Regions from separate parts of the Mus musculus genome. Here all the other regions are linked to region 1. The links are chromatin contacts, called in public HiChIP or PLAC-seq maps. All regions are on one chromosome and are shown on one strand. Each heading gives the region's core, a stretch centred on a gene start, on an enhancer-like site or on the middle of the called end of the contact. The rest is flanking DNA. Distances are from core to core; before and after follow the strand shown. Region 1 overlaps Kat7 (K(lysine) acetyltransferase 7). Region 2 holds the start of Pdk2 (pyruvate dehydrogenase kinase, isoenzyme 2). Region 3 overlaps Spop (speckle-type BTB/POZ protein). Region 4 holds the start of Dlx3 (distal-less homeobox 3). Region 5 holds the start of Dlx4 (distal-less homeobox 4).

Region 1 (5,749 bases), core at 2,191-4,690:
TATAAAATCGAAAAGGAAGACCTGGAGAGATGGCTCAGTGGTTCTTCCAGAGGAACTGGATTCAATTCATTGCACCCCTATTGTGGCCCACAACATATAGATCTCCAGTTCCAGGCACACATAGGTTCATAGACAGACATCCAGGCAAAACTGTGGGCGGTGCTCCCCACAGTTACCTTCCCTTAGAGGACCTAACTACAAGCTCCTAGCCACCTTCCAGCTGATACAAGGTCCACATAAAATACACACATGCATACATACACATGCATACATACACAAGCATATATATCATTTGTTTGTTTGTTTTTTCAAGTCAGGGTTCCTCTTTGTACCCCTGGCTGTCCTGGAGTTCACTGTGTAGACCAGGCTGGCCTCAAACCCACAGAGCTCTGCCCACCTCTGCCTCCTAAGCACTGGGATTAAAGATGTGTGCCACTATGTCCAGCTCCTCATTTCTTTTGAAAATCAGGAAGAAAGAGTTCATTTAGTATTTTGAAACATGTGAATTTTAGGAAAGACATCTTCCCTTTAGGGCAAATTTAGGGGTTTCATATTTGACCTTTTCTAAGGGGTCAAGAGTAGCTTCTTACCACTAAATTGGATTTTTGTAGTTACTTGAACTGGTGAGACATGTGAACAGGTTGGCCCAAGTAACACAGATTTGGGCTCTGGAAAACTGTACATTAAGGGGGCCTTGGGAGACATGGGGTATGGGAGTCTGCTCCCACTGGGATCTCAGTGGCTCCTCTGTTACAGAAATTAGCCAGGAAACAGCTGTGAATCCCGTGGACATTGTCAGCACTCTGCAAGCCCTTCAGATGCTCAAGTATTGGAAAGGCAAGCACCTAGTTTTAAAGAGACAGGTGAGATTTTCCTCAGCTGCCTGTGGTGTCCTTAACGTATAGGAGAGCTCAGTGGGCGGCGCTCCCCACAGTTACCTTCCCTTAGAGGGCCTAACTGCAAGCTCCTAGCCACCTTCCAGCTGGCACAAGGTCCACACGGTCTTTGTTCCTAAGCTTATCTCCCTGCTTGTCCATATCAGAGCTTGTGGTAAGCTCTGTCAGATCAGGATGAAACAAGCTAAGCCGCTTTATGTGGCATTACACTTCCACCCATCTCGGGGAGTCCTCATAAGTCCTAGGACTGCTGTTTTGTGAAATGGCACCTCAGCTTAGGTCCATTTTGAATTTTTTTTTTAGTTACCTACACATCATAAGCATAAATGAATAATGATTTCAGTTCTCATTGAAGACAGAATAGGAATATAAAGAGGAAACTTTGCAAATCTAAAAATAATAACATCTTGTACTTTAAGTATGTTATTAGGACTTAGGTGAATCTGTTGCTAGTCATTTTGGAATCTTTTTTAAAGCGTATTGGTTGCATGTGTATAATGGTTGCTTCCTTATTCTTCACAGGACCTGATAGATGAGTGGATAGCCAAAGAGGCCAAAAGGTCCAACTCCAACAAAACCATGGATCCAAGCTGCTTAAAATGGACCCCTCCCAAGGGCACTTAAAGTGACCTATCATTCCGAGCCAGCGAGCCCCAGCAGTAGGAATCCGTACCCTAGGGATCTGTCTGTCATTTCTGTTGCTCTTGTGATTGGCAAGTACAGTATCCTTTGGGAAGGCCACCCCCTCAGCACTGTTCTGGCTCCAGCCTTCGTGTACACTGCAGACACTAGTTCTGAGGAACTGTTGTTTCGGCCTCAGTGAGGTTGCCTGGACGGATCTGTATGAGGCTCGAGTACAGATCCCTCATAGCACTGACCCAAGGAGTTGTGTTATGGTACTGTACCTGTCCAGTCACTGGTTCCCACCTCATGCTTTTTAACTCCGAGGTTTGTTGTGTCCTGACCTTTGTGCTAGTGCTTTTTCCTGCCTGGATAGCAGACCTCCAAACATGGTTGCCACCAAAGGGCCCTTTCCAGTTACTTCTAACACATTCTTCATGAAGGGGTGGGCAAGAGGCAGCGCCTGTGCGTGTCTGCTGGGAGGGTCCGCTCACCATGGGTTTCATCTCGCAGTCACTCATTTTTCTCCCTTTTTGTCAAAAGACTTACTACCTTTGATCAGGATCAGGCTGCCCAGAGCTAGGAACGCCTGGCATTTCCCAGGGGTTCACAGGCCTGGTCCATCTGCGTGAGATGGTGAAGCCTAAGAGGTGGTCCCATGCTTTCCTTTGTATTTACTTGTGGACACTGGGGCAGCATTGTGTAGAAGGAAATGAGGAATTCTTTGCCACAGCAGAAAATGCCCCCACTTTTTTTTCTGCCCCCTTTTATGTTGGTAGTTGCCAAAATATTTTAACAGTCTTTTTTCATACATTAAATGACCACCCTGTGGATCTTTCCACACCTGCCTCTGCCAGTCTGGTGTAGGGCAGCTCTACTTTCCACACAAGTTGCACTGATCTTGTCCAGAGCTTCCTGGGAGAAGTGGAAACTGGTTGAAATGCTTGTGTTTCTCAGCCCATGACTCAGCAAGACAGGGTGGCCACTCTGCTACGGTTTGCTTCGCTCTCAACAGTGCCTCCCTCCCCCAGCAGACTGAAGTGCTTCTGTCTAAGAACTAAGTCCATTCCCTTTCGGGACTTGCCACCATCATCCTGTTCTCTGGGTTCCTATTTTTGGTGGTGTTAAGTGAAGGAAGAAGTGTTCCCTCTAATTTCTCCCTGTCCCAGTATATAACCTGCTATCTTGGGGCAGCTTTTGATGTCTGACATGTCACCCTTCCCAAGTTGGTCTCTTCCAACACTGCTGTCTTCACGTGGCACCCTCTTACCACAACCCTAACTCTGGTCATTTGTGCCTTTCTCTTGTCATCTCTGTACACTACTAATATTCACTGTGGGTTGGGGAGCTGATTTTAAGCATGTTCAGTGGCTCCCCTCCAGTTTCAGTGTAACTGTTAAAATGTATCCAAAAGCCACTTCACTGGGGGTTTTCTTAAGGGGTAAAGGCCTTTTACAGATGCTGAGCCCTCCCCACATGTGGCAGAATGTGCTCTTCTGTATCTACTCAATAAAGCATGTTCTCTGCTCATGTCTGACTGCTCTGAAGCTTGTTTATATGGGAATGGTGTGATTGGCTCAGCACAGTGTTAGCCCTGGGGTTTGGAGCTATGGATTGTTTTCCCCTGTGAAGCAGGTTGTTGACAGAGTGAGTGTTTTCTCTGAACTCACAAGCGGTAAAACAAATTGAGTCTGCCTCCCTTTGGCTCCAGGAAGTCGCTGTGCGCAACAGCAGCTAGCTAGTGTAATTTCATTCATCTGCCTCTGGTTTGGGGCCTTGTCAAGGAACCACTGGGAAGTTAGGGTGGGTTGGGGATGCCATGGAAGCTTGTAGGAGGCAGAACAATGCATTCCTTTCCTCTAAGCGTGCTCACCAGTATCAAGCCAGGCCCTGTCTAATCATCATCCAGCCCAGGTTGTGCCTCTGGAAGTAGCTGCAGTTGTTGCTTGTGTTTGCCCAGGCAGGACCAGCGGGGCGGGGCATTGTCGTCTGGGTGTGGAAAGGGAGCTGTGTTTGCTGGGCTACTTTTGCTCACTGGCAAGGCCTCTTACTGGAGTCGGAAAATGCAGTGGAGAAAAATAACTGCCCTTCTGTTGATCTTAGACCAGGGTTTGCTCAAGTCTCTGTGTTGGAACCATTTGCAGCAGAGGGAGATTTTGTTCTCTCAGTTTGAAGAGTGGAGATGGGTAACATGGACGGTAAGAATTGAATGCCAGGGAGGGAGAGATGATGGTTGCACAGTCCTGATCCTGTCGTTGCTGGGTCTGGTTAGCCACTCAGTGGAGGCTAACTTCATTTGTGTGTGGCAGCCTCATGTGCGCTCAGCACTACTTCCTTTGTCCTTTGTATTAGCTGCGTGCAGCCTGCTCGCACTGGTTATACAGAAGGAAACCTGCATCCTACCGCAACTGTGAACCAAGAAGCCAGAATGCTCATTGTACTCTGTTGTACTTGAGAATCTGTACCACTTCTGCCATTGCCTTCCCCAGCCAGCTTCAGTTCCCTGGTGTTTCTGCTCATTCTTTCCCTTCGAGGCAGATACACGCTGTTAGAAACCGTCATGTTTCTAGAGCAGCGCTTCTCGGCGTGTAGATGTCAATGAGCCTTTCCCAGGGTTGCCTAAGACCACCCGGAATATAGATTATTATATCATGATCCTGAATGAAAGCCTTGCTTCTCTTGCCTCCAAAACACGTGGTGCAGCCTGGTCTCTTATTTCTCATGGGAATAGTGAGCCCTGATGAGTCATTTCTAGTAGTGTAGTATGTATGTAGTATGTACAGTGTAGTATGTATGTAGTATGTATGCAGTATGTGTAGTGTAGTATGTATGTAGTATGTATGCACTTTGTAGAGCAGAGATGCTTCCTACTTGGTCTTGGCTGTCATCAGGCCCTGTACTTCGTTCTGGTTGTATGGCTGGGATTAGGGACTGCTGGAATGGACCTATCTGTCAGGCTGGTTGCTCTAGATCAAGGTTGGGGCTGTGGAGCATCATAAAATCTGTAGATGAAAGTGGAGCACAGTTTGCTTGTGGCACACATATATCCCTTCTGGAACATAAAACCAATGGAATCAGCATTTTGATTGCCCTTGCAAGGGTAGTTAGTGTGTCTATTCTTATAGCAGGTTCAAGCAGCAGAGCTCTGAGCCACCTTCTCCCTCCCCTGTTTGCTTCTGGCCTTTGTGAAGCTGAAAAGACTCATTAGGATTAATTTTTGTTGTACCTATGCAAATATGCACACATTTATTTACAGTCCAGGAAATTGCCTTTGGAATCTCCAGGGATGAGCATCCTAGAGCCTGGTTTGAGACGCCTCAGTAGTAAAGCAGGAAGCACATTCTGGCTTCGCTGCTCTTACTCGGGACTCTGAACTGGTTTCTGGAATGTGCTGGGATGCAAAGAACCAAATCCAATGAGTGATGAAGTATGAAGGAGGTCTGGCTCACCGGCTGCCGGAGCCTCATAGGGTTTGCATGGGAAGACCTTTGCTAAATAATGGCATGTAGTCTATGCTAGGAATTGGCTCTAACCTGGTTTTGCTTCAGGTCTTTTGGCCTCAGGCTTGCAAATGACTGCCTCTCCCAGACTGATGGGGGCACTGTACTTGCTCACTTCCTCTGTGGTATCTTCAGCAATGCCAGTGAGTGTCACTGAACTATCGACAAGACTCAGCGGTGAGGAAAATGTCCGACACCCCCCCCCCCCCCAAGCAAAGTCACTATTTGTCCCTTCCCTCTCGTGCAGTGCCTTCAGTACACGTTTGGACTCCTGGCTTTGTTTACTCATGCATAGAACTAGAGAAAATAACCTGGTCTGTTGATGGCTTTGGCTCCCTGGTGCCTCCCAAGCCTTCCCCGTGAGTTGAACACTTTCTTCTTGACAAGTTACCTGCTAATAAAGGGCCATTTCTGGAAATGGCTTACCTTGGACTTCCTCTGTGTCACGAGTTGTTGGAAGCTCGTCTCTTATCTCACAGTCTACAATGTGCTAGAATCTGCTGCATATTGAATCCGTATGTGAGGCTGTTTGTGAGTAGCTTACTCCCCCCCCCCTCGCCCCCCAACTGTGTGCCAGACTTGGGATTTTCAGTGGTAGAAAGTTGGAGAAGCTGGGGCTGGAGAGGTGGCTCAGTAAGTCCTGGCTGCTCTTCCAGAGGACCTAGATTCAATTCGCAACAACCACATAGCATCTTTACACAGACATACATGCAGACAAAACACCAATGCACA
Region 2 (5,749 bases), core at 985-3,484, 230 kb after region 1:
CCAGGAGCTCAGCAAAAGGACATGGCTAAGCAGCCAAGACCTGAAGAATAGGTACAGGAGGTTGAGAAGAACGATCCAGAACCCCACCCCCACCCCACCACCTCTCCAAGTAAAAAGAGATAGCATTGTCAGTGGTTTAAAGATTAGAGGCTGGGGCAAGGCGGCAGGTAGATGGAGTTGGGAGTTGTTGAGCCTGGCAATCTGAAAAGATGAAGCTAAGGAATGGAGCCAAAGTGGATACTGGGATAACTGGAAAGGCTCCAGTAAGAGGTGGAAAGGTGGACCAGGAGAAATGGCTCAGCAGTTAAGAGTACTTACTGTGTGTGCTTTTGCACAGGCCCTGGGCTGCGTTCCCAGCATCTACACCAGCTTCGTAACCGCCTGTAACTCCAATTCCAGGCAAGCAGATGCCCTCCAGCCCCACAGACACCTATGTGCTGTGGTATGCAAAAACTCACTTGGGTGCACACACATACAGATTATAAATAGATCCTTTAAAAAATTTTTTTTGGGTTTTTTTTTGTTTTGTTTTTTGTTTTTTTTTTTAAAGACAGGGTTTCTCTGTGTAGCCCTGGCTGTCCTGGAACTCATTCTGTAGACCAGACTGGCCTTAGACTCTGAGATCCTCCTGCCTCTGCCTGGGATTAAAGGTATACACCGATACTTTTTTTTTTTTCAAGTGAAAAGGCTCTGTGTGTTGGAACCAACCAGGCCAGATTTGTAGTTGAGAATGCTTGCTAATTCTGTTTTCCTGCCTATAAAATGGAGGAAACGATATAATAATCCAGCAAGCAGTGCCTGGCCCACAGCATTACGCTTTCCAAGGTGAACTCTTGTTTTGTGTTGGCTACAGTTAAACTGTTATAACTTGCAGTGTGTGTGTGTGTGGGGTGGGGGGGTTGAGGATCAAACCCATAGTCTTGCATATTCTAGGAAAACACTCTATTACTGAGTTACTACCAGCTCAAACCCACCTTCTCTACCTTTTGGAGAAAAGATCTTACTAAATTACCCAGGCTGGACTTAAACTCACACTGCCTCAGGTGGGCCTTGGACAGATCTCCTCCTGCCTCAGCCTCCAAGAGGAGCACCAGGACTTCCTAAAGGCCAAACCTCAATCCTGTCTGTGCTTCACAGGGCCATAGTAAAGGCCGGGAAACCACTGGATAATCAATAGTAATGAACCTAGGAAGGCCCAGAGAGTGGGGCACATACCAAGTTTTACCAAAAGAGGGCGCATGACATTTCTCAGGGAAGAGGCAGGGAACTGCTAGGAAGACTGGGCTGGGCTCCCAAGCCGCTAACCACTAAGATGCCTTAGCTCCTGGGGACTCGCAATAAGGAAGCCAGCGGCACAGACAGTTGCTCGTCTCGGGTTAGGTGCACAGAAGGTTACCTTCTTAGGTGGTTGTGCAAGACGCGCAAGGTTTTATGCTCAGTCAAATGAGCGAGGTAATAATAAAATGGAACTTAACTAAAATTAGCACTGACCATAGCTCCTGCTCCCGCCTCTGCCAGTCCTAAGGGGGTTTGGCTCTGGCTGTTTTTGTTGTTGTTTTCCAAGTACCAGAGATCAATACAGGGCTTCATGCATACTGAGCAAGTGCCATGCCTTCTGAGCTACATTCCCACCCTGATATCGGATCTTTTTCGAAAGAGAGAGAGAGAGAGAGAGAGAGACCTTTTCTTGGGCTTTTTGGATATTTATGGAAGTCAGCGGGTTGCACGCATATAGGATAGCTTAGTATAAGCTCGCATACTGGTTTCGGATTTTGCAAGTGTTCATTCTGGGTCCATCATAGGAGTGAGAAACCACTGTGAGCCCCTATAGCAGAGCAGGTAAGCAGGTTGTCAGGTCAAACAGGTGCCTTTAGGAAAGGGACAGGGCAGGGAAGGGAGGTTTTAAAGAAGGAGACAGGGGAAAGAACCAGGGAAAGTAGAACGTCAAACGAAGGGTTAGCGGGACTCTGGGGAAGAAAGGGTTAACTCGGGGCTGGCCCCCAAGAAGTGTAGTTGGCGACAGGAGGCGGGACTTGAGCACAGCCCAGGAAAACAACAGGCCGTCTCCAGCACCTTCACGGTTAAGGAGGTGGGCCTCGAGGAGAGCCACGTGTCGAAGCGCAAGGCTATTGGTTCTCCCAGAGTTGTTTGTGCGCGCCCATTGGCGACGTCGGGGCGCCGGGACAAGCCGATTGGCTAGGCGTTGGAGGCATCGCCAGGGCAAGGGTAGGGAGGAGGCGGCCGAAGCCCGTCTCCCGGCTAAGCTGGGCCGAGCTGACGGCCGGTGCCAGCGCCTCCAGCCCCGGGACAGCAGCGAGATCCAAGCCCGAGCCGCAGGCGCCGTCGCCATGCGCTGGGTCCGGGCGCTGTTGAAGAATGCGTCCCTGGCAGGGGCACCCAAGTACATCGAGCACTTCAGCAAGTTCTCCCCGTCCCCGTTGTCCATGAAGCAGTTTCTAGACTTCGGTACGGAGTCGGCGTAGGCGGGCACCGGGGGCTGTGGGCGCGGGGAAGGAGACCCTGGCAATGAGAGGTTAACATCGGAGGAAGAGGTCCTGGGTGGTAGGAGGGTTGGCTTGGAAGAGTATGGACAGGAATGGGTAAACGGCGAGGCCAACCTGGCTGCCCACAAAGAGTTAAGAGTGCCCCCTTCACAGTTAACTAAGAATGGGGGCGCGGAGAAAGCGTTGCGAGGGATCGTGGAGAGTAAGAGACAGTGAGGGCATAGGACCCTATCCAGACATGATAGAGTTAGTGGGAGATCCCGGCCACTGAGAGTGGGCAGCCAAGAGTAAACAGGAGACGTGCTGTTGGAGTGCTAAGGAGATTCAGCCATCTGGAAGACCTGTGCTGTGCACGAAGGGCGGGGTACTTCTGAACAGAGCAAGGGAGAAAAGCCAGGGCAGGTGGGAAGGGGGCCCCTTGAAGTAGGAGGTGCTAACAGGGGAACTCCCCTGACTGGTGAGCCTCCACCCACTGCAGCTGCCCACTGGGCAAGGACACTTGAAGATCAAATCTGTTCTGACCTGGCAGCGGTTCCTAGCTGGGCAGAGCCCAACTTACCATGAGGTAGTCAGGTGGCTTTCACCCTCCTATGGCTACCCCTGGGTTTCTGAAGATCACCCACTCGGTGTTCTGAGGGTGGAGGTGGCTTTGGGGCAGGAGAAAGCTTTGCGGAGTGGAGGATGGAGACGTTGTGTGGCCCCCATCTGTCTGCAAGGTATTCCCTGGTGCCAGCTGGTGTAGGGAGTGGACCCAGGTCTCTCAAGAGTTGGCTGTGTCACAGGCAGGAGGACAGGAAGATGGCCGACAGGACTTGGGCACCTGTTTTCCAGGATATGCCTTGTTACTCCCTGTTCAGTTGGAGTTGTGAGCTTTGCTTGTGTAGGAAATCCTCCAGGGCCCACTCCAAGTCCCCGCCAAATGAATGCCACAGCTAGAAGGGACTTGGCCGTAGTTCGGTCCACCTATCTGGGGAAAACTGCTGATGATATACAGTAAGTTACAGAAGCATCGCCTGCTGTTGATCCTAGGTCTCCTGTCTCTAGCTGACACAGCTCATTCCTCTACTGCCTGTTAATCTTGACCCTGGACCAAGGTCCCCATTTGCCTCACAGATGGTCATTAACATGGCCAATTCTACATTGGCATTCATCTGTCTCCTCAGCCTAGATGAGATGGCCTGCCTCAGGGATAATGCTGAGTTCCTACAGTCCTGGGAACCTAGTCCTAGCACCCCATGGAGAAAAGGATTTCTTAGGTGCCTCTGCACCCTGGGCTAGCCCCCTGTGATGAGTGCCCACCTAGAGAGATGGAAAGGAAAGTGAGGTGAATCACGCCAGAACAGTTCAGAGTCAGCCCCGGGAACATCTTGTTTCCCTGGTTAACAAACAGGGTTTTCACTGAGGGTCAGTGGGTGATACACTCTGTTCCTAAATTGACATCCACGTGGTAGGATGTCTGGGGAAAACTCAAGCATCGCAAGGCTAGGAGGGCTACCTTGCTGTGTGCCACAGATAGGTCCCATGGTCATTTCAGCCTGCCCAGTTTCCACATGGGTGACTGTCCCCATGGTTTGCAGCTATTGATTGACCGACCCCTCTGTCATCCTCAGGATCCAGCAATGCCTGCGAGAAGACGTCATTCACTTTCCTCCGGCAGGAGCTGCCCGTTCGCCTGGCCAACATCATGAAAGAGATCAACCTGCTTCCTGACCGAGTGCTGGGCACCCCATCGGTGCAGCTGGTGCAGAGCTGGTGAGGTCCCCCTCACATGCCACCACCCCTCCATCCTCACCGTGTTCCTCTGTTCTTGTGTCAGAAGCTAGGACAGAGGCAAGGCACAGGGGCCCCAAGAGGCTGGAGAGTTAGCCAGGATTTCTTGGACTCCTCAGCCTGAGCAGGGTCAAAGGTCAAGTTCAGTCTGTTTCTCACCATCCCACTTTCCCTGGGGACTTAGTGTCCATTCAAGAAAGCGTAGCTTTCAAAGTCAAGAGCAGAAGTCATGCTGACATCAGCAGTAACCCTTGGCCTGCTCAGTAACTTGGGAAAACAAGAAGAAGAAAAAAAAAAAAGGTGAAGATTCAGTTATCCCGGTGGCAAATCTAACTTGTCTTGAATGTTGAAGAAACACTCAGTTAAATACAGACAATACAGTCCCTTCCCAAAGAGTTCAGAGGGCAAGGATCAAAAGTTCATTACAGGTAGCTGTAGGGACATTGCTGAGTGACTGGAGGCCAGATAGCCTCACATGAAACAAACAAAGGTGTGTCTGTCACTGGGCACGTCCCTGGCTGATCATCAAGAGACTTTTGTGACAACTGGGCAGCAACCTAGTCATCAGGATTTGCAACATGGGTTGACTGAGGATTCTCTGGGGCTTGGGAGGATCATACCTGTGGTCCCAGCACTGTCCTGTGGCTAAGCGGGTGGCAGCAGCTAACTGTGCGGCTCGGGGATAAAAGCTGCCTTTGCCCTGAGCTGTTGTTCCTCTGCAGCTGAGACAATAGATCTAGGCAGCACTGGTGGTACGGGCCTAGTAATCGCAGCTCAGAGGCTGAGGGTGGACAATCGCGACTGTAAGGCCAGCCTGAGGAACTTAGGGAGACCCTGTCTCAAAACGAACAAAGGGCTGGCTGTAGCTCAGCGGGAAAGCACTTGCCTGGTATAGATGAGGCCCTGTGTTCAAGTCTCAATATCACACACACAGACAAACACCAAGACAGCAGCAGCTTCCCACAAGGAGCCCAAGGCGTTCCTGGGAGACTGCCAAGACAGGCTAAACAAAATGCAATACAAACATGTGGAGGAGTCACGATCATGGAAGGTTCGATTTTTCTTTTTAAATGAAAGACGTCATTGATTATGACGTCTCCCACTTACAGAAGGGTAAAATGTTCTTTTGACACCTGGAAAGCACAAAAGTGTAGATAGAACATGTCTACCATTACTCTCCTTCACACCAGCCCCTGCTAGAATGTCCTGCGGTTTTCCGATGCCCTTCCAGCATTGAGTCTGTGCGTGGATATGTCTCTCCCTGGTTTATTCTAGAGAGACGGGCTCCGGTAAGGGATAGCATTGTACACACCAGGCCAGGTGCGTTGTAGGTATGCAGTGCATGCTAACTGACGTCATGAGGAAAACTGAGCAGGGTGGAGACAATTCCAGTCTTCTTGGTGGTTGGCAGGTTGAAGCAGGAGGATCATGAGTTCAAGTGTTCAAGACCAGCCTAGGCACTGTAGTGAAACATG
Region 3 (5,749 bases), core at 877-3,376, 160 kb before region 1:
AATACGAATTAAAAATAAATACTAAAAAAAAATATCCTTAACATTTTACTTTCAAATGCACTAACATAATTTTTCCTAAAGATTTACATCCAAAATTATCTCCCCTATGAAATAATAATTTACATATCCTTGATATGCATTAAAGATATCATGGAAATAAATAAAGTAAGAAGCCAACATGAGTAAATTGAAAACAATTTCCCTTTGACCTCCTCCCATCCTCTTGCTGCTTGTTCTTAGCCATAAAACACTTTTAAACAAAAATCTCTGGGCCAGCAAGATAGCTCAGTAGGTAAATTCACCTGTCACCAAATCTGAGAACTAAGTTAGAATACTAGAACCTACATGGATAGAATTCCTACAAGTTTGTCCTCTGACCACCTTTCACCAACCACGACACGTGCCATGTGTGCTCACACACACACACACACACACACACGCAAAATAAATAATATAAAAATTTTAGCATCTCTAAATGACATTTGAAAATAAAAGATGAGAAGAACCAAGCTCCAGTACGTGCCTAAGGAGCCAGAAATGGGCACCAACATGAATATAGACTAGATATTTCATAAACTTCTTTATACTTGGGGAGTTCTGTAATAATTTCACTGTCAGAAAAAGCTAAACTCTTCAACTTTACAGGAGAGTAAGAACCCCAACGGGAGCAATCAAACAGTAGCTTATCAAACCAACAGGAGCAATCAAACAGTAGCTTATCAAAGTCTCCAGCAAAATCAATTGTTGTTGTTGGGAAGGTCACTCTTAAAGTAATTTACACAAAAATAACCCTTAATCTTTTTTTCTTGAAAAAGTGACTACACTGTTTCTAGTTTGTTTACAAATGAGCCATGGCTGTCTACTTTATCTTATGTTTCTATACTATACAACTTAAAATATACTAAAAATAAGAGCAGTCCTCTGAGATACAACATAGCTCTCAGAAAGCCTTTCAAGTACACCACAAATAACCTCTCCTCTCCAACTGGCTGCACTGTGGCCTCTCAGTCATCTCACTCACCTGCCTTTCTCAAATTGATTCACAGCACTCTGAAAGCTAAAAACATTCCTCTTCCTCTTATCACAATATTGCTTTTCTAGATCCAGGTCAAGTTCTACCTTGCCACCCCAGTTTACTCTGAATTCCAATCATACTTACAGTAAACTAAGTGCTACTTAGAACTCAGAGGCTGACAATTAACTAGAATGCCCAGAACTGTAATTCTTCTATAATGTCTCACTCAAATCTTAACATACCCCCTTTTTAAAGATTTTATGCATCTGAGTGATTGTCTGCATGTATATATATATATATATATATATATATATATATATGCACCACATTAAGCTAGGTACCAGGGGAGCAGAAGACGGTGCAAGTGCCCCTGGAATTAAAGTTATGAACAGCTGTAAGTCGCTATGTGGGTGCTGGGAATGAAAACCCAGGCCTTTGCAAGAGGAGCAAATGTTCTTAACTGCTGAGCCATCTTTCCAGTCTCACACATATCCTTTTGATAGAGATAATGACACCCAGGATAAGTGCTTAGGAAAAGATTAAAATCTGGGGATGAAGAGATGCCTCGGCAGTGAGCCTAGGCAGTAGGCACCTCTATCTACTGAGCCATAGCATGGGTCCCACTGCACAGGCTTTCACAAAGTAATGTCATTTGAGAAATCAATCCTAGGAAATCAGCCTATAAAGATTTATGCACAAGGATATCTATGACAGGATAATTTACAGATCAAAGTAGGGAAGAATGTTTAATTAATAGAGTTATGTATTCAGGGACTAGGGATATAACTCAGGTAGTCAAGTATTTGGTAGCATGCACAAAGCCCTGTGTTCTACTCTGAGAACCATATAAACCAGACATGACTGCACATGCCTGTACTCACAGAACTTGAGAGTTAGAGACAAAAGAATCAGAAGTTCAAATAATTCCTATTACCCAACAAGTGCCAAGCCAGTTCACACTACATGAGACCCTATCTCAAAAATATAAAACAAAAGCAAACAAAACCACCCTAACTAAACAAACACTAACAGATTATGTATCCATGCCTTAGATGCCTATGATTCCTTTGTTTGTGGTTTGTTTGTCTGTGTGTATGATTCTGTGTGTGCATATGTAGAAGCCAGATGAGGCTGTCAGGTCTTTTTGTCTGTCGTTCTTTGCTTCATTCCTTCAGACTGTGTCTGTCACTGACTCAGAAGGTCACTGGTTTCCCTTGGTTGACAGGCTAGCGAGCTCCCAAGATCACCTGTCTTCCCTTCCCAGTGCTGGGGCCACAGGCACAAATAACCTACTGACACTTTTGAACTCAGGCCCTCATGCTTACACAGGAAGCACGGCTCCTGCAAACCATCTCCTCGGCACGGTTTTTGTTTTCATTTGCAATATGATCTCATATGGCCTAGGCTAGCCTTAAGGTTCCTATATGGCTAATGCTGGTTTGAACTTACAATCCTCCTGCCTCCATCTCTCAATTGTTGAGCTTACAAGGGTGTGCCATTATACTCTGCTTTCCATGGAAATACTTTAAGAAATCATGTTTTCTTTTCACCAGCATAGAAAAAATTCTGTTTTTTTTTTGAAATTTTATTTTTATTTTGTGTGTATGAGTGGTTTCTGGCATGTAGATGCAGTGCCCATGGAAGCCAGAAGAGGGCACTGGATCCCCTGGGACTGGAGTTTCAGTTTTGAGCCACCATATGGATGCTGGCTATTGAACCCAGGTCCTCTAAAAGAATAGCCAGTGTTCTTTTGTTTTTTATTTTTTGCTTTTGGTTTTTCGAGACAGGGTTTCTCTGTGTAGCCCTGGCTGTCCTGGAACTCACCCTGTAGACCAGGCTGGCCTCGAACTCAGAAATCCGCCTGCCTCTGCCTCCCAAGTGCTGGGATTAAAGGCGTGCACCACCACCTCCGGCTATAGCCAGTGTTCTTAACAGTTAAGCCATCTCTCTAGCCTGGATATAGTGAATTTTTAAGGCACTTTTCTTTCTTTGAGATAGAGCTTCACTATGTAGCTCTAAATGGCCTCTTACTCACAAAAATCAGTCTCCCTCTGCCTTCCAAGTCCTAGAATTACAGGCATGTGTCAACGCACCTGGCTATAGAGGCAAATTTTAAAATAATTCAATTTTTGAAAAAATATCTTTACATAAATATATAATAATACACATGGACATTTAAAGAAATGTACAAAAAGAGACAATGTTGGACTTGTGAGATGGCTCAGTGGGTTAAAAACTTGATGATCTTAGCCACTGAAAGAAGAAAAGGGGGGCTAGAGACATGGCTCTGTGGTTATGAGTGTGTACTGCTCCCAACTGCCTGAAACTCAAGCTCCAGTGGGACCCAATGCCTCTGGCCTCTGAGATTCCCTGCACTCCTGTGAACAAACCCACAGACAGACACAATCCTACTTGTTCTAGCACTCCATCTGTTCTTACAGTAAGACGGGAGATAAGAAAGAGCCACCCAGAAGCTTGGGGACCAACGAGCCTAGAGTACACAGTGACAGAAACAGACAGACTCTGCCTCAGCCAAGTAGAAGATAAGACCTGATTCCTGAGAATTGTCCTTTAACCTCCACATATCCCCAGTGGCATGTGGCATTCACAGACTTGCACTTTACACAAAGAGTAACAAGCAAATGGTTTAGAAAAATGAAAATGCCAACTGTTGTTAATCCCATGGAATGAGTGTTAGGGTGATTTTTTTCCACTTTTACTTTTTTTTTCATGAATTATTTTATAATGAGAAAAAAGGAAAATGCTTTGATTATATAAAAATAGATTGGGGGGGTGGGGCTAGAGGCGGGCGAATTTCTGAGTTCAAGGCCAGCCTGTTCAACTACAGAGTGAGTTCCATGACAGCCAGGGCTACACAGAGAAACCCTGTCTCAAAACAAAAAAAAAACAAAAAAAAAAAACAAAAACCAAACAAACAAAAAGGTTTTTTTAAAAAATAATTCTTTAAGGACTTAAGGAATGATGAGGTAGCTCATGAAGAGCAGTAACCACTAACAGTATATCAAAGTTAGTTTAGCTTACTCCTCAGCTCCTTTCCTCTCCATGTGGTCCAATCTGGCTCTGTATTTACTATACAGCCAAGGATGCCCTTGAGCTCCTGATCTGCTTGCTCCTACATCTCACTTATGGGCATACATCACCACACCCAACTTATGTGGTATTGCAGGCAAACCCAGAGCTTCTGGCATGCCAGGCAAGCACTCTGCCAATTAAGGTACACACCCAGCTATCTTCTTCAATGTATTTCCAGAAGTTTCCAAAATAATTTAGAGTCGTTTTCACTGAAGGAAGGTTTTCACCTCTGCAGAATATATTTCCATAAACAGGATGGATGACCATGAGTCAAGCCAAATTCCAAAGGTTAACCATCACTTCCATCCCACTGCTTTGGCATCTCTGCTGGACAGACTTGAGTACTGGAGTACACGAAGACCATCATGCACTGTGCCTTTGTGTTGGCAGGCTTTTATCATCAGCAGCTTTCATAGCCATTCCATTTCAAATGTTCATTTGTACTACCATATATTAAAGAAGAAAAGACTAATTGTATTTATGTGTGTCTGAATGTATCATACCTGTAGGGGGCTGGATCCCTCAGAGCTGGAGTTACAGGTGTCTGTGAGATGCCTAAATTGTTTTGTAGAAACTGAGATCTGAAGTCCAGTTCTCATGATTGTGCTTCAAGCCCTCTTAATTACTGAACCATCTTCTCCTGCCCCTACTCCCACATTTTATTTTTGGAACTTTCTTCATTCCTCAGATACTAACTTCTGAAGAATCAAGATGAAGAAAAAAAAATTAAAAGCTACAAGGGAAGAATTAACTGGGAATCCTAGAACTACAGGAAAAAAGACAGTACATCTCAAATATGGTGACCAAATGGAAGTACATTATACAAAAAGCAGCCAAGGACACATAACAGACACCCTAACACATCAAAACTGGATGTGGATGTTACCATTTTTATAAATCTTGGTGAATCATTTTTATACAAATGAATTTTTTTCATGGAAATGGACTGTGTTTTGAACTTCATTTGCCCTTCCAAAACTCAGAGCAAAAACCCCCACCTACCTACTACTAGGATGCTTCTACTAAATGTTAATACATCTAAAACCAACCACTTCCTAAGCCAGCTCCTTCTGACTTTTATAACTGCTAACAGACCCACCATTCATCCAAGCTTGACATTCCAAAGCCATCTTCAATTCCTTGTCCAGTGTCCACCTTTACTGAATATCATCCCACAGGTCCTCAGATCTCCAACCTACTTCCTGTTCGCTCCAGCCAACACCATCCTGATTCGCATTACCACCACACTTCTTGTTCAGATAACTGCGAGAGGCTAACTAGTTCCCACACTCCAAGATCTTTATCCATCAAATTTGTCTTGTATAAGATGTCATTTAGACACAGTAAAGACCATCAATAAGCATATGGTATTACCTTAGTGTCTGATTTCACTTGAAGCTCCACTCATATATCTGCCTACTTAACATATGTATACTTAGCCTCATTCACATACCAAATTTGACATGTCTAAAACTGAACTACTGATTTCTGATCTTCCGTCTAAATTCCACACCTACTCCCATTCCTCTTTATCTTTCACTCTCAACTCAGTAAGTGACACCTCTACCCATCTAGTTTCTTGAGCCAGAAACCTGGAATCATTCATGACATTTCCTTTCCTGCAACCCCCACATTCAATCT
Region 4 (5,749 bases), core at 1,828-4,327, 150 kb after region 1:
TGCGACCTTACGCCGGTTACTTAACCTCTCTGGCCTCACCTTCCTCTCACTGCAAAATGAAGGCCATGCTAACACCATCATTTGTCTCAAAGGGTCAATATTGGGCTCAAGAAAGTTAAGACACAAGACAACTTAAACGGTCTGTTATACAGCAAGCGCTCAATCAAAGGCGTCCTAAGTGGGAACCGGGCAGTTTGTGATATTTTGCCCACGTTAGAGGCCCTTAGCCAAAGTTCACCGATACACTGGGATAAACACACACCCACACAGGTATCTCTTTCCTCGGCAACATACCCACTCAGCCTCACACAGCCGCCAGACAGTAAAGCTATAAACGCATGCAGATAACACCCAGATAAACACCCACGACATAAACACTCAGGCATGGAGGGGCTCCTAGACTCTGGCTGGGTATGAAGGGTGACCTAGGAACTCAGGGGCAGGTGAACCACAATTCCAGAGTCCCTAAATTTCCCGTGGGGTATCTCCCCCTCCCCTGCTTCTCTCCACTCCATGACTGGTACAAACAATGATTCAGCGCCTCACCAGGTGACCCAGATTCCCGATGGACCAGGCCCCACACAGCCCAGCCACAACCAAAGCCAGCCTGTCAACACCTGTAGGGAGCTCAGCACCCGACATTCCTCCCCAAGAGCAGCAAGGCTGCTTGGGGTTTAGGGACAGGTAAGAGGGTGGAGATGGACTCCCACTTTCTGATTTCTACATCCTTTTAGTGGAGAACCTATCCACTTGGCTACTGGCAAAGGCATTTGGGTGGGAAGCAGGATCATGATGTTTCTATACAAGCATACTTTGTGTGTGTGTTCACACACGCGTGCGTTGTCTAGTGTCTCATCACAGATACTGGCCTTCTGTTTGCAAAATGACCCTTAAAGGACCTCATTCCTTATGTGAATATTCCCTGGAATGTCACATGCATGCCCCACACGTACATACTTAGTCTGGGAGAGAGACAACAGGATCTCCTATGTCCTAAACGTTGCTAAGGGTCTTGGGAGCTGGGAGTTCTGGGGTACAGGGGAGGGCATCTCTCTGTGACACGCCATACACAGTTGCAAAAGTTCACAAAGATGCACACTGCACCCTTCTATGCTCCCTACTGTAACCCTTTCTCTGAAAGCTGAGACTCAAGTCACTGGAAGGGCAGGCAAGAGTTCCTGCAGCGAGCTGCCGGGCAGGGGCAGGGCAAAGGGGTGCTTCATGGGCCAGCCAGGCTCAGGGGTACCTAGGGAATCCCAGATCCCTCCTGAGACCCTGGAGCGTTCAGTACCAACCTGTGTTTGTGTGAGGCCCAGCTGTGCAGCTAGCTCGGCGCGCTCAGGCAAGGCCAGATACTGGGCTTTCTGGAAACGGCGCTGCAGGGCAGCCAGCTGATAGCTGGAGTAGATCGTTCGCGGCTTTCGGACCTTTTTGGGCTTGCCGTTCACCATGCGAACCTCGGCTTCCGGCTCCTCTTTCACCGACACTGTAGGGGAAAAACACCAGTTTAGTCTCAGCCTGCGACCACCGCGTTCTCCAAGATTTCCCACCGTCGGACGCCGCACCCTCCGGCCCACTGATCTCCCCGGGACTTCTTGGAGGAGCGTAGTGCCGCCCGCGCCCGGGGAGGAACCGCAGCGACCCAGCCGGACCGGCGGCCGCCCACGACGCGGCGCTCCCAGCTCGGCACCCGGGGCCTCGGAGCGCCGACTCCGGCGCCAGCAACCGACTGGGCGAGGACCGCGCGGCTCGCTCACGACGCCTTCCCGGCTCAGCCACTCTTCTCTGGTGACCCACCTAGCCGCGGTGGCGTCTCCCACTTCTTGTCCCCCCTCCTCCCCATCTCCTTTTAATACGCTTTCTAGTTCAGGATCATTTGTTTCAGGAAAAAATTTGCAAGGACAGTACAAGCGTTTTCTCTGTCTCTTTTCCCTTTCTCTCTGTTTTCTTTTTCTTCCTTCCCTCTTCTTTCCTCCTTTTTCTTTCTTTCCTCCCCGCCCTTTCTTCATTTCCTCTGTTGCTTTCTGCTGTGCGCTTTATCTTACCGCCCCCCCCACATTTCTTTCTCGCCGTCCCCACTTCTCTCTCCGCATCTCTACTTCCCAGTCTCTCCTCCATTTCTGGGACTTCTTTGGGTCTTTCTCCACAAGCCTTTCACTACTCCGGGTTTCCCCTGACGGCATCCAAAAGAAGGGCCCTGGAACCTCCAGTCCTCGCTGACTCCCCTCCAGCTCTCGGCGACCGTCTTTCGTCTCCGGCTCAAGTGCCAGCGGGATGGCAGCATTGAAGGCCCCCATGATCACTCAGAAGGAGCTCCCGGTGGCTCCAGCTGCCCTGGAATCTCCAAGAGACCGCGGCGCACAGTGCGCGCCTCTTCGGAGTGTCGTTCACCCCTCTGGAGGTCATCTAACCCGGTCTCCTCTAATCTCCAACGCTTCCATTTCTTAACCTCGAGTTTCCCTAGATTTCAGCTCCTATTCCCAGACTTCCTCTTGCTTGGGAACCTTAGAGTCCCTCGCACCCTCTCCACAACCCGGGCATCCTCACCTGGGTCCTGGGCAGGCAAAGGCTGCTCCCGGTACGCTCCGTACTGCCTATAGGATCCCCCGTAGGTATATTCCGACTTGGGCGAGTAAGCGCCGGTGCCTGCGAGCCCATTGAGATTGAACTGGTGGTGGTAGGTGTAGGGGTTCACCGTCTGGCCGTAGGGCTGGCCCGAGTAGTAGTCATGCTGAGGAGCGCTGTAATAGCCCAGGTCAGTGACTGTAGATTCGGGCAGGGTGGGCGAGTCCTTGGAGCCCGCATGGCAGCTGAGCGAGCTGGAGATGTCGGTGAGGATGCTGCTGAGCTTGCGATCGAAGGAGCCGCTCATGCTGGCGAGCGCCGCAACACCCCGGGCCTCCTCCGAGGAGCGCCGAACGGGCGGAGGAGCCCAGGTGGGGGTGTGTGTCCAGAGGGCGAGGGCAGGACGCGGTCGCGTCTGGGGGAGGGGGTGGCCGAGGGGCGCTTAGACCATCGCCGGCTGTCGGTCAGTCGCTGCGTGCCTCTCTCCGCGTCCCAAGCCACAGTCAAATGCTGCCAGCTCCGCCCGGCCAGCCGGTTATAGACTCAATGTTGGAGTCGCCGAGGGAGGCTCCTGCGCGCTGATTGGCTGCAAGTCTTGCCTTCGAGGCAAAACACGCTCGCGCTTTCTCACTGGCTCCCCCAACCCTCTCAACCCTCTTTGTTGTTACCCCTAATACACACACACACACACACACACACACACACACACACACACACACTCCCCCCAGCGCCACTGTGTTCCTCCTATGCTCTACCTCCGATAAATCCCCCAAATGTGCGGAGGGGTTGGCTGTGCGGAGCCCCCAGGATCTACTAATCGGTCTGTTTTAGTGGCCAGGGGTGGGCTTAGGTGAGATGAGGAAGGAGGGGAATTTACCCATTGGGTGTTTGTGGAAGGAGGTGGTCCTTAATGATGTATGTGTGGTCTATGCAAATGACAGACAGAAAGTGGCAAAGACCCAGGGTCCATGAAAATATTTTGATCACTTTTAAAATTGGAAAAAAAGGTTGGACTATATAAATATATTATATTTTTGTTTTGTTTTGTTTTGTTTTTTGTTGTTTTTTTTCGAGACAGGGTTTCTCCGTATGGCCCTGGCTTAATATGTTATCTTAATGACACTGCAGATGTGAAATATAAAATTTTAAATTCTGAAGGAAGAGTCTCACCAAGCAAGAACACCTTGGGCCTGCAAGTCCCTACTGGAGCAAGGCTGTATGGATTTAGGGGCTGCTTTAGAAGACAGAGGTACCCCCAGCTATATGTGTGCCCTTTCATGAATGGAAGAGCCACGAGGCAGTCAGTCCCTATGAGGCTGGCTTTCTGTGTTCTTCAGGAAGTCTGGAGGCAGGGTCCACTCAGTCTGGGACAGCTCTTAGGAGCACAGACTTTGTTAGGGGTGAAAGATCTATGTTACATCTTCCGCAAAATACACAAAATACAGTGTGTGCAAGAGTGCCCGTGAGAACCTGTGTGCATGAGAGTGTGTCTCTGTATGTAGTGTGAGGCAGTGGAAGTGTAGGGTCCTGAATGACCGACCTGTGAGCTGGGTATGCCCAAATGTGCATAGATACATGCTCAGATCCATCTATCTCCAATAGACAGGAGCCATGTACTTCACTCAATTTCTTCTGTCCATGGAGGCCCCAATGAAGATGTTTCTCACCTTGGAGCAATCTCCAACCCCCCTAGTCTTGTCTGGCTCTCAAAGTCCAGTTCCCGGGTAATATTTACTGTTCTGGGTGCCAATCTCATTTCTCTATTGCATCTCCACTTCTGCTCCCAAACCTATCCTTGGAGGAAGGAGGCTTCTCCCAATTTTAATTCTTATTTCCCCCTCCATCCCCAGGCCTTCCCTACACACCTCGAACCTTCTATTTCCCCTGCCTTTGCCTAGCCAGGACACAGTGCCAGCGCACCACCTCGTGGTTTTCCGGAGTTCTGCAACTTGCCTTAAGGCTGCATTAAGGAGGAGGTAAGCAGGCAGACAGGAAAGGGGTCTCATTCTGCTTAGATTGTTTAGGGGCCGCAGTCAAATGTTTCGATGTTAAACTCAGACACAGGATGCTGAACCTGGAAAAACGTAGAGTTGGCTGGGCAGAGGACCTAGGTCGGGGAGCAGTGACAGGAGTAGGTGACCGCCTGGCCTGGGCCGCCCCAGGAGGCCGCCGCGTGGGAAAGGTGGGGGCGGGGGCGGGAGAGGGGAACGCTATCTGTCTGTCTATCTGAGCGTCCCCCCAGCTCCTATCGCCCGCCGCTGCGAGCTCGTGGCGGGACGAGTTGCCACCCGCTCTGGATGCCCTCTGTTCTTCTGCCAAGAGGGCGCCCAAGGAGCCCGGGGCGTTGGGGGCAGGAAGGGCATTGGGCTGCCGGTTCCCCTCCCAGGATGCAAGCGGGGGCGGCGGGGAGGGCCTGTTTTGGAGCCCCCAGCTGCCCACAGGGAAGGGACAGCGTCGGGCAAACCCTGTCTCGGGAGTTCGTTCATTCATTCATTTGGAGTAGCAGGTGATTCGGAGACGCCCCAGTCTCTCCTCACCCTACCTGGGCCTGGCTGGGTTGAGCACAGGAGCCTTGGGGTAATAGTGAGTTATTTTAGGGTAATTTCCAAGGTCTGTTGTGCTCTAGAAGCGGACTGAAATCACAACAGTAACGTAAAGAAACATTTAAGGCCGGGCATGGCAGCGTATGCCTTTAACACTAGTACTCGGGAGGCAAAGGGAAGTGGATGTCTGTGTGTTCGAGGCCAACCTGGTCTACAGAGCTAGTTCTAGGATAGCTAAGGTTACACAAAGAAACCCTGTCTCGGAGAAGGGGGTGGGGGAAGAATTATTTAAAAATTGTTTGTGTGACTAACACTTTGTTGCACAGTGTGCTGGAGACTGCCTACCCCATTCACCATAATCCTTCAGATACCTAAGATAGTCTTTGGGAAATGTTTGTTGAGTGACTAAATAAGAGGACCTGAATTCCCTTGACCCAGAGGCCAGGCTGAGGCTGAGGCACAGTTGATGGAAGGCCTGAAGCAGGCACAGGACTCATTCTCAATGGAAATGAGTTCAGAGTTGTTCCTGAAGGGTCCCTACGACCAGCAGGAAGCTCCCTTCCACCAACAGCTGGGTGAGAGCTGGGTGGAGAGGCAGCCAGAAGATGCAGCAGGACTGGTGTCACCCACTGGACCTCATC
Region 5 (5,749 bases), core at 2,339-4,838, 130 kb after region 1:
AACCAACAACAAACAAACAACAAACAAAACACAAGCGCCATACCGATGTGTCCTAAACCCACTGGGATTCCGTTGCTCCAACGCCCCAGCCTTCCTGCCACCCACACCTCTGCTAAGAGTAATTATAGAAAAGGGTTACTTTGCCCTCCCTCTCCCCTCTCAGTCCTCTCTTTCCCCCCCTCCCTCCCTTCCTTCCTCTCCTTCTTTTCTGTTTCATGTTCTTGGATTCTGGATTCTGTTTTCTGTTCTTAGATTCTTGCAAACCACCATACAGCAAACACCAGAGGGCTGGAATCGCAGTCCTGCTCCCTCCTCTCCCGGAGCATTCTGGTAGGAACTGGCTGATCAGGCCAGCTACACGGAGGCTGTGCTGGGGAGGGAACCCGGGATTTGCCTGTCTCTGTTCTCACCAAGCACTGCCTTCCCTGGCTCACAGCCACTGCTTCTACTTTTCCTGTGGTTGAGAGGCTGATGTTGTGTTGGGGTGGGGGATGCCTAAGAGGATGCCTAGGTGTGCCAGCAAGTGCTTGGGTTCCTCATACCTCATGCTGACGGTGCAGTGAGGCTGGTGATGTTGGAGGGAGACAAACGGTAACTACCGTTCACAGCAGGGTTCTTGTGAGGATGCGCCGGAGCGTATGAATTCTGCAGGGTTACCGCAGAAGGACAGGTCCAACTTTCTTTCAGGATGCTCCTGAGCACACAGGGAAGCTCAGAGGAGGCCTTCACCAGGGACCCTGCTTTGGATGTGATCCAAAGAGTCTACCAGGACACTCACCTCTGCCCTTCCTCCAGCAGGGGCCCAGCACTGAAAGGATTCTGGTTACCTGCCCCCCCCCCCCCCGGAAGTGTCTCCCATCATCCTCTCCATTCACGCTAGAAAGCAAATCTGCCCTCACAGCCAGCCCTGCCTCAAAGCACATCTTCTTGCTTTGAATCTTACAGCGTGAGAGAGAAGCCATCCCTGGAAACACCACAGCAGACTCCCTTCTAAAGAACAGCACAGCCAGGCTGTGGTGGCACGTGCGCCTTTCATCCCTGCACCCGGGAGGCAGAGATAGGTGGATCTCTGAGTTCAGTTCCAGGTCAGCCTGGTCTAGTTCCAGGGTAGCCAGGGCTAAACAGAGAGACCCTGTCTTGAAAGATTGAAAGAGCAGAACAGTGCTAGAGACAGAAAGACTTGGAAAGCAACATCTTCAGCTGCTCATCGCCCCAGCTCTAAGGAGGAAGGCATACTGAAACCCAGGGAAAGGTGGTCTCACATCAAAAGAACATTTCCCTACCAAACAAACTCACACCTTCCCCCAGCCAACCAGACAAAGAGGATCTCCTACAGAGCCCCCTAATCTGAGCTCCAGGATCACGGGGTAGAGACCTCTATGGCAGTGGCCAGCAGGTATTTTCCTGGAGAAATTAATTTCTGTGCAATTGGAGAGGGGGGTGTAAAAGCAAATTAGTTTTCTCCTGTCTGTGAGTTTCAACAGTCCTGATATACAGTGCCTAGAAATGTCTCTTTCTGTTTACTTATTTTTTTATGTGTATGGGTGTTCTGTCTGGGTACTATGCATCTGCCTGGTGATCAGAGAGGCCAGAAGAGGTTCTCAGATCTTCTGGAACTGGAATGGCATATGGTTGTGAACCTCCATGTGGGCGCTGGGAATTGAACAGGAAGAAGCAGTCAGTGTTCTTAACCATGGAGCTATCTCTCCAGCCCCAGACTTTGTCTATTTTAGAAGGCCTACATCTGCTCTGAGACCAGGGCCTTCATCCACTCCTTGCCATTTCTTCTAATAGCTGTCTGTCCTCTTTCATCTACCTAACACCCCAAGATTGCCACTTTTACTCTGAGCCCTGGTGTGTGTGTGTGCGCGCGCGCGTGTGTGCAAGCATAAAGATGGCATGTGTAACAGAGGGATCGAGTGTGTAGGTTTTCTAGGGAATCTGTGAGGACTTCTGGAATAGGAGATAACGCTGGGTAGTGATGGTGTTTGCCTTTGTCTTTAATCCCAGCGAGGGAGGCAGGAGGCAGGAGGCAGGAGGCAGGAGGCAGGAGGCAGGAGGCAGGAGGCAGGAGGCAGGAGGCAGGAGGCAGGAGGCAGGAGGCAGGAGGCAGGAGGCAGGAGGCAGGAGGCAGGAGGCAGGAGGCAGGAGGCAGGAGGCAGATCTCTGAGTTCCAGGCCAGCCTGGTCTACAGAATGAGTTCTGGACAGCCAGCACTACACAGAGAAATCCTGTCTTAGAAAATCAAACCAAACCAAAAGAATTGTCTCTCTCATTTTGCAAAGCAGCTTAGATGTGTGGGAAAGGGTAGCCCACACATGAGCATATATGTTCACGTTTGGACAGCCTTATTTCTGAGAAGGAAAATTAGTGATTTGACTTGTAATATACAAGCATATGTGCCAGGTAAGCACAATGTGTTTTAAATAAAAATATTACATTTATTTATGTTTGGGTTATGCGTATGTGTGAAGATCCATGCATAACAGAGCCCACATATGGAGCTCAAGAGACTAGCTCTTGGGAGTTTGTTTTTTCTTCCATTATATGGTCCTGGGGACTCCAACTCAGATGGTCAGGCTTGGTGGCAACCTAATTGCTCTTCATCTCTTGTCTGCTGAGCCATCTCATCCACCTCAATCCTGTGCTTTTATTCAAAGAGTTGCCCATGGTTGGGGATGCAGCTGTATATACACCACACCTTAAAGTCTGTGTTTGCCGGTCCATAAATGAGCCTCTTTTCGTAGAGGGATATTGGTATGTAACAATATATGTTGGATGAAGACTCTATGTATTTTTGTGCACGTGGCAACAGATGCTTGCATACATGGTGTTCATTAAGGCCTCCTGTCCTGCTAAGAGACAGGTCCCGAACACAGTCTGGAAGTACAATGGAGTTAGCCATATTTTCTGTGCCCTCCCAGGAGCCATCAAACTAGATTCATCCCCACTCCCAGATTTTGCCCCAGTTCCTGGGAGGCTACATTTTGCAGAGTGCCAGAAAAGGCGGGGCTCGGTACAGGCGAATCCCAGACAGCAGATTCCCTCCAGCAGCCTCAAGGGCCTGCAGGAGCTGTGGTGTCGCAACTAAACCGGGGCCCCTGCCGGAAGCGGAAGCTTGCATTGGGGGTGGTGAGGCGCAGTGGCGGCGGTCGCGGCGTGCCAGGCTCTGGGCGCTCGGCGGGGGCGTGCGCGCCACGCGCGTGCGGGGCAGGCTGGGCGCCAGGCGGCACCCTCCAGGCCCCAGCGTCTGTTTACCAACAAACTGCCATCGCTCTGCAGCTACGCATTCCGACGCGCTGAATAAGCGGCCGGCGCTGGCTAGCTGCTTTTTCCACTCCCTCGCAGAGCCCTGGCAGCGTGGGGCCATGCAGACCCGCGCGACGCGCACACAGGTTCTGAGTCTCCAAAGCGTCTCTAGTTACCGCGCAGCTTCCCTCGTCCCCTAGCCATCCCAGGCCCAATTTCCTAGCACCTTGAACATCGTTACTGAGACTTCCTGACTCTACCGATTCCCCAGGAACTCGGAGTTGATGCAGGGATGTGGGGTCCGGAGCTCGCATCCCTCCCGTTTCCCGGTGCACGCTAACACGAGGGGTGGGGGGCGGGCTCAGCTTGAGGTCACCAAGGAATAGCCAATCCGGGGTGTCTAAGTGGGCGGGGGACCCCTGGGGTCCCGGGAACCGAACCCAGAGGAAAAGATGGGGAAGGGTAAAACCACGGGGTACCCCAAAAAACCCTTTCCCGGGTGCGAGTTCTCTGCCGGAAGAGGCTCAGAGAGACATTTTTCCAGGCATCTGAAGTGTAAGAGTGGCTTGCTGGAGCTGGAGACTTTGAAAGGAGCTGGCAGAAAGAGTAGACAGCGTGCGGGCCATGACCTAGGCCCTGTGGCCCGGCACCGGCCGCAATGACCTCTTTACCCTGTCCCCTTCCTGACCGTGGTGCCTCCAACGTTGTCTTCCCGGACCTCGCCCCCGCCCTGTCGGTAGTGGCTGCTTACCCGCTCGGACTATCCCCGGGAACCGCAGCTTCTCCCGATTTGTCCTACTCCCAGTCCTACGGCCACCCCCGGTCCTATTCCCACCCTGGGCCGGCAACCCCAGGAGACTCCTACCTGCCCCGCCAGCAACAATTGGTGGCGCCATCTCAGCCCTTTCACAGGCCGGCTGAACACCCGCAGGAGCTCGAAGCAGGTAAGTGTGACCGCGGCGGCTCTCCTCACCTCTGGGGTCTGGGTTGTCTTTGCATAAATTTCGCGTTCTTCTGCTTGCGCGCAACTAGAGGGATTCAAACGCTTCTCTCTCCGATACCCAGGAATCTGCGGTAGGGGGAGGGCGAAGGATGGGGGAGGAGCGGAGGCAAGTTGATCTAGGTCTCCTTTTTAAATTCGACCTGGTTTCGATTTGCAGTTTTGAAAAGCCAGGCGGGAGGGCTCCCTACCCCACCCCCTGGAGCAGTGGAGCTGTGTGAGTACCTGTGTAACGGAAATTTGCCCTAATCCAGATGGAGAGGTGGAGATCTAACCCCTTCCCTGTGATTCTCCTCATCCTTCACTCCGTTCCGACATCATCCCTTTTGAGTTCTGGTCTCAGAAACCAGTATATAAATCAAACACTACTAAACAGAAATCAGTTTCCAGTTGGAGATAGGTAGACAACTAGGCTGGGTTCCTTCTCCTTTCCTGGGCCCCACCCCCTTTTCCTGGAGGTGCCTATACCCTGCAGGATCTGGGTATAAGACCCCCACCAACTGTTGCTCAAATAATAAACTTACAGGCTGGTCTACCAGTCTCCAGCTCTTTCCCTGGCCTCCTCTGCCTTGTGCCTAAGACATCTTTACCATCTCCACCTTTAACTTTGGGATACATTAGACCCAGCTTCGGTTGCCTGCAGCAAATCTGAGCTCCACTGGAAGGCTTCGGTGAAGACAGGGGAGCAGCTGGCCTTCCTAGCTCCGACCTATGCACAGCCCAACTGACAGACCCTGGCTGGCAGTACGAGGATGCTCTCCATAGACCCACTGACTCCTTGAACATCAAAATGGTCCAATTGTTCTTGGCATAGTCCTCGAAGATGCGCAAGTCTGTGATGTGACTTCACATAATCAGCCCCAAACCAAGATGTTTCTCTCCTTTTCCCTGGTCATTCTGGCATAAATTCATGACACATACACCCCCAACCAAAACCACATTAGAATAGAGGCTCACATTCCTTGTTCTATGGTTGGAGAAACTGAGATAGAAGGAATGCATATAGATAGATCCAGGACACAACTTTTTTTTCCAGGCTCCTGGACCAGGGCAAGTTCACTTTCCTCAATGGACGGAGCCAGGAAAGGGGACTTTAGGAACTTCTCAGGACCCCAGAAAGTTAACAGCTTTCTGGAGCAGAGTGGGGGTGGGCCTGCTAGGTTGCTGGGTCTCCTTGGAGGAGGGACAGTCCGTCTGAGTGGCAGAGTTTTGCATACAGATCTACAAAGGAACCGCTTGGACTCTTCTTTTTAGATATACTAATATACACTGGGGAAGTAAAGGCAAGGGGGGTCCTGAGTTTGAGGACAAGTCGGGCAACCTGCTATCCGTCCTGTGTGTGCACATGAGGACAGACAGTGTGCATTTTGGGACTGGAGAGGAAGAACCTGTCCTTATTGGGAGACCTGTCTGGCAATAAGGTGGACCTGTCTTCCATATGCCTTCCCTAGCTTGGTCCAAGAACAATGGACTGAAGAATTCTTTCTATTACGTACTTTA

Evidence for each region. HiChIP or PLAC-seq counts read pairs in DNA pulled down with a chosen protein or histone mark.
Region 2: an H3K27ac HiChIP or PLAC-seq map of extraembryonic endoderm stem cells shows a contact between it and region 1. The contact joins the promoter of Pdk2 here to the enhancer-like site in region 1. A contact is called at or near these places in 8 of 39 promoter capture datasets (the 3T3-L1 cell line, 3T3-L1-derived adipocytes, cranial neural crest and 4 more), 1 of 484 Hi-C or Micro-C datasets (CD4 T cells), 11 of 115 datasets of contacts at active chromatin or transcription factors (craniofacial prominence, embryonic basal ganglia, embryonic forebrain and 7 more) and 3 of 9 other capture datasets (adipose tissue, liver and pancreatic islet).
Region 3: an H3K27ac HiChIP or PLAC-seq map of extraembryonic endoderm stem cells shows a contact between it and region 1. The contact joins two enhancer-like sites. A contact is called at or near these places in 8 of 39 promoter capture datasets (the 3T3-L1 cell line, the C10 cell line, the HPC-7 cell line and 4 more), 3 of 484 Hi-C or Micro-C datasets (embryonic stem cells and nephron progenitors), 1 of 115 datasets of contacts at active chromatin or transcription factors (extraembryonic endoderm stem cells) and 2 of 9 other capture datasets (adipose tissue and liver).
Region 4: a contact with region 1 is called in an H3K27ac HiChIP or PLAC-seq map of embryonic stem cells, with 6 read pairs. The contact joins the promoter of Dlx3 here to the enhancer-like site in region 1. A contact is called at or near these places in 12 of 39 promoter capture datasets (the 3T3-L1 cell line, 3T3-L1-derived adipocytes, the SN4741 cell line and 7 more), 1 of 484 Hi-C or Micro-C datasets (embryonic fibroblasts), 24 of 115 datasets of contacts at active chromatin or transcription factors (CD8 T cells, bone marrow-derived macrophages, craniofacial prominence and 14 more) and 3 of 9 other capture datasets (adipose tissue, liver and pancreatic islet).
Region 5: an H3K27ac HiChIP or PLAC-seq map of embryonic stem cells shows a contact between it and region 1, with 5 read pairs. The contact joins the promoter of Dlx4 here to the enhancer-like site in region 1. A contact is called at or near these places in 3 of 39 promoter capture datasets (cranial neural crest and embryonic stem cells), 4 of 115 datasets of contacts at active chromatin or transcription factors (embryonic basal ganglia, embryonic stem cells and pancreatic cancer cells) and 4 of 9 other capture datasets (adipose tissue, liver, macrophages and 1 more).

Annotation. Positions count from the first base shown.
Region 1 is chr11:95,271,557-95,277,305 of GRCm38.p6, reverse strand. It overlaps Kat7 (K(lysine) acetyltransferase 7), which reads left to right. Exons shown (of 15, transcript NM_001195003.1): 14 at 757-863; 15 at 1,419-5,453. The coding sequence ends at 1,520. Among named protein-coding and RNA genes, the nearest start is that of Tac4, 13 kb to the right of the region's middle. Within about 2 kb of position 3,440, at least 43 of the 459 cell types and tissues checked have an H3K27ac peak or open chromatin away from gene starts, as enhancers often do. A contact at or near this core is called in bone marrow-derived macrophages, embryonic stem cells, extraembryonic endoderm stem cells and 1 more, where this site is marked.
Region 2 is chr11:95,037,856-95,043,604 of GRCm38.p6, reverse strand. It overlaps Pdk2 (pyruvate dehydrogenase kinase, isoenzyme 2), which reads left to right and starts at 2,234. Exons shown (of 11, transcript NM_133667.2): 1 at 2,234-2,466; 2 at 4,115-4,256. The coding sequence starts at 2,349. It overlaps Gm11513 (a long non-coding RNA gene), which reads right to left. Exons shown (of 3, transcript XR_003949596.1): 3 at 5,322-5,734.
Region 3 is chr11:95,429,313-95,435,061 of GRCm38.p6, reverse strand. All of the region lies in intron 1 of Spop (speckle-type BTB/POZ protein), which reads right to left. Among named protein-coding and RNA genes, the nearest start is that of Spop, 18 kb to the right of the region's middle. Within about 2 kb of position 2,126, at least 24 of the 459 cell types and tissues checked have an H3K27ac peak or open chromatin away from gene starts, as enhancers often do. A contact at or near this core is called in extraembryonic endoderm stem cells, where this site is marked.
Region 4 is chr11:95,117,445-95,123,193 of GRCm38.p6, reverse strand. It overlaps Dlx3 (distal-less homeobox 3), which reads right to left and starts at 3,077. Exons shown (of 3, transcript NM_010055.4): 1 at 2,548-3,077; 2 at 1,296-1,486. The coding sequence starts at 2,872.
Region 5 is chr11:95,143,640-95,149,388 of GRCm38.p6, reverse strand. It overlaps Dlx4 (distal-less homeobox 4), which reads left to right and starts at 3,588. Exons shown (of 3, transcript NM_007867.4): 1 at 3,588-4,193. The coding sequence starts at 3,908. It overlaps Dlx4os (distal-less homeobox 4, opposite strand), which reads right to left and starts at 4,336. Exons shown (of 3, transcript NR_040279.1): 1 at 4,115-4,336.